3 separate regions of the Capsicum annuum genome follow, and regions 1 and 2 are each linked to region 3. Evidence: chromatin contacts called from public Hi-C data. All regions are on one chromosome and are shown on one strand. The core of a region is the stretch at or near the end of the contact, and the rest is flanking DNA. Distances in the headings are between cores, read along the strand shown.

Region 1 (2,700 bases), core at 27-2,526, 360 kb before region 3:
GTGGTGCCTACTTTCAGTCCCCTTGGGTTTCAAAGTTTCCTTAGATCTTTTCAAAGTGGAGTCAAGTACATGAATAGTAAATAAGTTCTAAAACCTATTTTGGTTTTCAGATATTGTGACATAGCCTCAATAGAAAGTTGACCCGATCTTGCTCTTATGTAACTATTGTGAACTTTAAGAAGTACAAAGTTTTATGGAGACTAAGATTAAGACACACTAAGGTATTTTCTTGCACTTGCATGAGTGCTTCGATCCTCAGTCCTTTTCTTTTATACTCTTCAGCTGCTCCAACTTCTTTTCTTCATAAGGAAACCCAAGAGATTTCGTCTCAATCATGGATTTGAATTGGTTCCTTGATTGAGGGATGATACTATATAGTATGTCCATATTTGATATATCCATATATGATAATATTCTTATCACATCCATACACGTTCATATCAGATATATCCATATAAGAGATGCAGTCTTCTTTCTTTTTGCTACTGTGGTGATTGATTCAGGGAGCCAGTAGGTTCCATGATTGATACTGTTCCCAAGTTTAGCATCGATCATCTTGCTATTGGATGCTTTCTTCCTTTTGCAAGATATTCTTGGATATCTTGAATCGATTCTTGAATCTCGTTTAATCTTCTGTATCTTCAGTGCATCCTACAAGATATTTGTTTATTATTTTGTCTTTATTAAAGCATATAGTGAGAGTGTGGGGTTAACATGGACAACTTATATTTCTAAAATATAATTTGTGAAAAATGACTTAACCAATAACCCAAATAAGTCATTTTCCAGACAAAAAAGAGTCTACAAACAACTCTCAATAAAAACATCTGGGTGCTAGAGGCCTGAGATTCATTACTGCACCCACCCCGCGCCCAACAAAACTGCGATTATATCCCCAATCCCCTGGGCATGCACATAGTTAGTTTTAACTTAATTTCTTCTTTAGTTTTGTTTAATCTTTGTTTGACCATTTCAACTAGTCTAATTTTTTTTTTATTTTCATATAATTATTTTATTTAAATGATATTTTATATTTGTTTTAAAAATATATTTAAATTTTAAATATTTAATGTAAAAAATATGATCAATCATAACTTCAACTTCAAATTAAAAATTTCAAATAAAGTGAAGTGTTTTTTTATTTTCATGATCAAACGCTCACTTAATTTCTTGATTGCATCATTTCAGAAGTAATCTTGTTATGGCAAAGACACTTGTACTTAAGGTAATTTCATTATTTTTGATGTAGACGTTACAAAATTTGATTTTCTAATTAAATTAAAATAAAAGTAAGAAGTGGAACAGTCATTACCACAATACTATATATCCACTTAATTGACTAGTATAACATTTTAGGGGGAAAATACTAAAATTTTATTTGACTGAAAAACAGTGGTTTTTTTATGCCTAGCAATTATAAAGAACGCGTCCTTGTATTTAAGGTAACTAAATCCATGTCTCTTTCTCTATAATCACAATTATTTCTAAAAAATATTTTTCATTCACCAATCAAATATTAGAACATATTTTTAAAAAATATCTTTTATTCACCAAGCAAACATAAGAAAATAAGTAAGCATTCATTTATTTTTCAGAAAAATATTTTTAATGGTAACATCTTTTATTCACACTCTTGGTGACTAATAAACATTAGCATACTAGACGATGGATGTCCGTGCGTTCACGGGCCCAATAAATATGATATGACAATAAATATTAATATTCTCATACATATATATAAGCAAAACATGTCAAGAAAATCAAGGCATGTTTTGTGAAACTGATTAAGAGCAGCGAGCCGTGTTGTGCTATTGCGTCGACATCAACTTAACCTTCTCTTCATCTCAAGTCAAGAGAAAAAAGGACACATATTCTCTGCTGGTATCTTTACTTTCAAACCTCTCAATTAGCAAAATCTTTGCAGCCAAAAGCCAAGCATCCAAAGTACTAAAAAGAAATCAACATATCTTCAAAAGTCTGCAATTTCAAATCCCAACCTACATTTTACCCACCAATTCAAGATCCACTAGGTGTTTTGATTCCACCTCTCCCAAGGCTACCTCCTTTGCCAGAACTTCCAGGACTTCTAGTATCACCTGTTCCTAAAGACACAAGCAAACACTTTGATGGAAGTTTATGCAATTGAGAAGAGATTAGAAGGTCAAGGAAAGAATTTATGACATAATCGAATTAGCGGCATGGATTGCAAGTTAATTTCAAAAAATAATTATAGTTAGCACTGTTCATGTGTCCCAAAGTTAGTTAGAACAATCCCAGAGTTAGTTAGTTAGCACTGTAGTGACAGTTATCCAATTTTACTCATTTCTCTCTACTAATATTCTATCCTAAAATTTCCAGTTTGTTCAAAAATAAAACTTTAGACCTTGATCTAAATTATAAATTAATAAGTTGCAAGAGAAATAAAGATATAATTATTTGCTAAATAATTATACAAAAAAGAATGACCCATTTTTATGTTACATCAATTCGAGTTTGCTTGGTCAATTCAATTAAGACCTTATAGTACAGTCACATTCTGTAGTCCAATTATTGTTTCTACTTTTGTATTTGTATTTTCTAAGTCTATAAGAAGTTATTTTACTTTTTTTCATTAAGATCTTAAGTGATTCAATTGAACAAGTGCACCCTCCATTTTGTATAATCTTCAAATTGTATAATACATATTCTTAGATTTGGATT
Region 2 (2,700 bases), core at 102-2,601, 490 kb before region 3:
ATCAAGAAGACGGAGAGAAAGAAGATAAGAAGAAGACGATGACTTTTTTTAAGAAGACAATAGGGGCGGGTGGGTATAAAGAAGACGACGAAGAAGGGGGGTTTCCTTTTTAAAAAATAATTAAGAAGTTATAATAATTAAATTTAATAAAATAATTTAAATATAAGTTTTTTAATTAAAAATATTATTTATTCTATTATTAAAAAAACTTGAGCCGTCAGTGCCACTTGGCATGTTTTTATTTATTATTTAGGCAAAAAATCATGCTTCACGCGCCTCTAGTGAGTGAAAAACACGTGTAGTGCCATGTAGGCAAAAAATGTTCAATTGAAACAAAATGTGGATGGTTTAGGGGCCTGATAGGAACAGGCCTTAGTTTAGGTTTCTAAGTGAATTTTGACAACAAGTTTGAGTGTCTATCGATGCCTTTGGCCTGTGTATGTGCGCGCGTGTGCTGTGTATAAATGATAGATATTTTTATAATGAAAAAAAATAATTTTCTGCTTCTTTCAAAAGTATAAAAATTGTTTCTGCTTAATTTAAAAACACTTTTGCAATTTTATCAAACACCCTTCTTTTAAAAAAAAGTATTTTTTCTTTAAAAAAATATTTTTTTGAAGAAACAAGTAATCCCAACCAGACTATTAATAGAATACCATACCATACCATACCATACCGTGGGAAACCATCATCCAAATATAGTGTAATAGGACTGAGTAGGTCACTATTTTTTAATTTTATTTTACAAATTAATTATTAAATAATCTAAAGAAACAAGGGTAAAAAAATGATGTTGTCTATTGCAAAAAGTTCAAATCACTTTTCTAAGATTATCATACTTTTAATATAGTATAGATTAACTGTATGCAACTCACATCAATCGAATATTTATGGTCATCAAAGTCCACTACTTTATTTTTGTGTATATGTCTCCAAATTAAAGCTATAGATAAAGGTAGTAAATTGAATCGTAGCGTAGACGGGCAAAGGCACCGAGCTAGGGCCATGAATGTCATCATTATGTCATCTCTATACTTGTCTCATAGAATCTTCGACTCTGATATCAGTGTTTGGATTAAAATAATTCAAAATTATTTTTAACATGGTGCGATATGTCCAATTTGGGTCAAGACTCCATAATTTTTAACTATACTTTATATGTAACTTCTTTTTTTCTTTTGAGCTACGCAATATAAGACTTTATTCATTAATAGAGTATCCATGATCACCGAAGTCCATTACTTCATTTTTTTGCATGTGTCTCCAAAACTACAGATAAAGTTAGGACCCGAATGCCATCAATTTGTCATCTATATACCTACCCATTGGCTCCGATACTAATGGTTAAGCTAAAACATTTTTAAAATACTTTTAACATATTATGATATCATCCCTTTGAACCAAACTCCAATAATTTCAACACCACCTTATATGTATCTTCTTTTTTTCATCTTTTCAGCTATCTATCCATAATTTTGTTTTCACACCCAACAATTTCCCTTTGACTAAAACTCATAATATTATTCATCGCTATATGTTCTAAATTATCTAGAGATTAATTTATGTCACCCACATCAACTAAGTATTTATGATCACCATAATTTGTTGCTATTTTTTATCTATGTATCTCCAAAGCTATGAGTAAAGATAGAAAATTGGTTTGTAGACAGATATAGTCACTAAGTCGAGCATCATGCCATCAATCTAACTATACCCAATAATCTTCCCTTCAAACTAAGTTCTACAATAGTCATCATCTCGTGGGATTCTTTGGTGATTAATTAACTACATGTCACCCACATCCGCCGCCGTTCCCTTTAACATTATCGCCAACAATAGCTTCTTCAAGGGGAGGGAGGAAGAAGGAAATGGAGATATGAAAGTGGGTTATCTTTCATGAGTTGAGACTTGAGTAATGAAAATGATCGTGAGTGATAAGTATCTGGATCGAATCGCGGGTTATCTTTCATGAGTTGACACATCGAATCGCGAGTTATCTTCCATGAGTTTGAGACTTGGGTATAATGAAAATGGTAGTGAGTGATAAGGATCTGGATCGAACGGATTTTGGTTCAGATATGTTTTTTTAAGTGGTAGATTGGGTTTTACCTTTTAGAGTGTGCCACATGTTTGTTCTGTCAAATGAGGGATAAATTTAGAACTTTCACTAATGGCAGCAGTATAAATAGTCAAAAGTATAAGGGGGAGTAAAATTAAACAATTATATAGTCTAACAATTCCACCTTAGAAAATGATCCCATGCTTTGACTTCATAAAATAAAATAAAAGTCTTTTATCATTTAGTGGTACTTCCTTTCTTCTCCGGTTTGAGCTTTGATTTCTCTAGCAGATAAAAAGAAAATGGTTGTCACAGATGAACATAGCTATGACAGAACAAGTGAATTAATAGCTTTTGATAACACACGAGCTGGTGTCAAAGGTCTAGTTGATGCAGGAGTTACAAAAGTCCCAAAAATTTTCTACACCCCAGAAGATGCATATACTAAGGCATGTCCAAATGATCCTGAAAAAACCCAATTAAATATTCCTGTTATAGACTTAGATGTCATCAGTAAAGATCCAGTTCAACGTAAGGAGATCGTTGAAAAGATCCGTGATGCATCGGAAGTGTGGGGTTTCTTTCAAGTGGTCAATCATGGAATTCCTCAAAGTGTTTTGGAAGAAATGTTGAATGGTGTT
Region 3 (2,898 bases), core at 345-2,844:
TATTTATGTCATTTCCCCCAATTAGCCCATTACTTACAGTTTTGGGCGACGATTTGATTTACCTATTAGTGGGGCAAAGTATGTGTCAACATGACTCGAAAAATCGGATCGTGACAATACTCTTATGTAAAATTTCAATATAATGGCATACATATAATTCAAAATAAAAGAAAAACATAAGTCATAACCTTATTCAATAGTGAATTTTACTTTAATTTAAAAATTAAAATATTAATAAAATTATGCTAAATGTAAAAGGTAAACGTAAAATAAATTTTTAAAAAATAGATAATATGAACAATTGCATAGAATCACAAGAAATAAAAGTTGGGAAATGAGAAGGAAATGAAATATAAATAATATACAATAAAAATATTTTTTAAAATATTAGAATAATAAAAATAATTTGGATAATAGAAATAAAAAATAATTAAAATTAGAAAATAAAAATAGAAATTAAAGGAAAAAATTAAAAAGGTACTAGTTTGTAATTATATCATGTAATTACCAATAATTTACAATCCCCTCATTTTAATTGGAGTGTAATTACCTTATGCCAATTACACCTAATTACCTATTGACCAAGTAATTAGCTGGTTAACCAAACATATCAAACAGTGTTATTATACCTTATTACACCAAATCCAATTCCTAGGATGACTTTTCAAACAAGCCCTATATAAATTGTGACGGAGAAAGCATATACTTCCTCTGTTTCTATTTACTTGTTACATTTTTAAATTGCACACCCCTTAAGAAAAACATTAACTAGAAGGTAATTTAACTAAATTGTCCTTATTTATTACTCATTTTTATTAAATACTTCTCTTTTTTGCATTATATTAATATTTTTTATTTATTTATTAATAATGATAAAAGTGAAAATAAATAACTAATATGCATTATTTTTATGAAATGACAAATATTAAAAAATATTTATTATTTAGATACTACAATCAATAGAGGCACTGATACTACAATAAATAGAAATAACTAATTTGATTAAATTTAGTAATGGTAGTATTTTAGAATTCGATATTGATATTATTTGTTATGCTTAAATTATTTCTTACAAATTGTTGAGTTGTTAGAGGCACTGATATACTAGTTAACAGTTAGTAGTATTTTCTAAAAAATATTTTTTCACTCACCAATCAAACACTAGAAAATATTTTTCTAAAAAATATTCTCTACTCACCAACCAAACACCATCAAATATTTTTTGAAAAATATTTTTCACTCACCAACCAAATATGAGAAAATAAGTAGAAAACCAACTTATTTTCCAGGAAAATATTTTTCAAGAAAACATGGAAAATGTTTTCCATCATACCAAACACACACATAAGGCCACAAGATTCAAAAGATTCTTTATTTTTTTAAATTTTATACTAAGTCAAAGTAGGTCGTTCTTTTTTAAACGGAGGGAGTATAAATCTTCCGTTATAAGATGGTAATCTTCCGTGAGAGGTAACGCCGTTAATATCTCCAAATGGCTGTATCTCATTGGTCAATACCCTCAACCGAATATTCTCCCATAAAATTCCTACTCCCCTTTCTACTTCTACTTGTCTACTGTCTATAAAACTGACCAACCCTTCTCAACACAAGTCAAAAAAGTAGGAAAAAAACAAAACAAACGGAATGAGCGACTCACTAAAGCGAAATTATTGTGTCTGCGAAGAGTTGGGTAGGGGCAAATTCGGTACCGTTTTCAAGTGTTACTCGCTGGCAACCGGTGAGCCATTTGCCGTCAAGTCTATTGATAAACGTCTCATCGCCGATGATGATATAGATCGCCAATGCCTTTACAACGAAGCGAAAATTATGCACTTGCTTTCGCCGAATCCGAACATTGTTCGTATCTTCGATATCTATGAGGATGATGTTCACCTTGATATGGTTTTAGAGCTATGCAACGCCGGCGATTTGTTTCAACGCCTCAGTAGTCGATCAGTGTTCTCCGAGTCCGAAGCTGTCGATGTCATGGTACTGTTTCAGATCACCAAAATCTCACTCGTTGCTGACCAAAATGGGGAAATTTTAGTTTTGCTTCGTAAAATGGCTTGAATCGGAACGATCTACGAAGCGGCACCTTGTTGAATTTTCGAAAATTGGAGGAGGAAGTAAATTGTAAAGCTAAGCGAAGTAGAATTTGAAAAACTTTTTGATTTTTGTTTATCATTGTGACTGATAATTTTTGGTATATACTATCTGTATAGGTACCACTAATGAAGGCAATAGCGCACTGTCACCTTCTCGGCGTAGCACACAGGGACATCAAGCCGGATAACATTTTATTCAACGACTCAAACGAGCTGAAATTGGCTGATTTTGGGTCGGCTGAGTGTTTCCGTGAGGGACAGCTGATAAGCGGCGTAGTAGGGACGCCGTATTACGTGGCACCGGAGGTGTTAGCTGGGAGAAACTACAGTGAGAAGGTTGATATTTGGAGTGCTGGTGTTATTATGTATATAATGCTTGCCGGAGTGCCGCCGTTTTACGGTGAATCGGCGACGGAGATCTTTGAGGCTGTGCTCAGAGCGAACCTTAGGTTTCCGACTAGGATCTTCAATTCAGTAACGCCGGCGGCGAAGGATTTGCTTCGGAGAATGCTATGTAAAGATGTTTCTAGAAGATTCTCTGCCGAACAAGTTCTTAGTAAGTACTAACACCATCTGTTCTGCCTTTAGTTATTTCCTCTTTTGAATTTTTGTGATCTCCGGTCAACTGACTATCAATTTGACTATTGACCAATATTCTCAAATAATAAATACTTCTTCACTTGTTGCTAGCTGGTAGTTTATTTTGCACTTATCTTTTGTATTTGTTATACAATTATTGATTTAAGCTGAGGATCTATCGGAATCTAGGACGGTTTAAAATCAAATTGTATTC

The links. Hi-C and Micro-C count contacts between places; a contact is called where the count stands out from the background.
Region 1: a contact with region 3 is called in a Hi-C map of leaf, with 2.5 times the contacts expected there. The contact joins the enhancer-like site here to the promoter of LOC107873195 in region 3. A contact is called at or near these places in 2 of 5 Hi-C or Micro-C datasets (leaf and placenta).
Region 2: a Hi-C map of leaf shows a contact between it and region 3, with 2.4 times the contacts expected there. The contact joins the promoter of LOC107873198 here to the promoter of LOC107873195 in region 3. A contact is called at or near these places in 2 of 5 Hi-C or Micro-C datasets (leaf and placenta).

What each region holds. Positions count from the first base shown.
Region 1 is chr6:139,776,750-139,779,449 of UCD10Xv1.1, forward strand. It overlaps LOC107873197 (a long non-coding RNA gene), which reads right to left. Exons shown (of 2, transcript XR_001675168.2): 2 at 1,562-2,102. Among protein-coding and RNA genes, the nearest start is that of LOC107873197, 3.9 kb to the right of the region's middle. Within about 2 kb of position 1,277, at least 3 of the 5 cell types and tissues checked have an H3K27ac peak or open chromatin away from gene starts, as enhancers often do. A contact at or near this core is called in leaf, where this site is marked.
Region 2 is chr6:139,647,483-139,650,182 of UCD10Xv1.1, forward strand. LOC107873198 (1-aminocyclopropane-1-carboxylate oxidase homolog 1) reads left to right here and starts at 1,352. Exons shown (of 3, transcript XM_016719945.2): 1 at 1,352-2,700. The coding sequence starts at 2,362.
Region 3 is chr6:140,135,975-140,138,872 of UCD10Xv1.1, forward strand. It overlaps LOC107873195 (phosphoenolpyruvate carboxylase kinase 1), which reads left to right and starts at 1,595. Exons shown (of 3, transcript XM_016719943.2): 1 at 1,595-1,989; 2 at 2,223-2,661. The coding sequence starts at 1,645.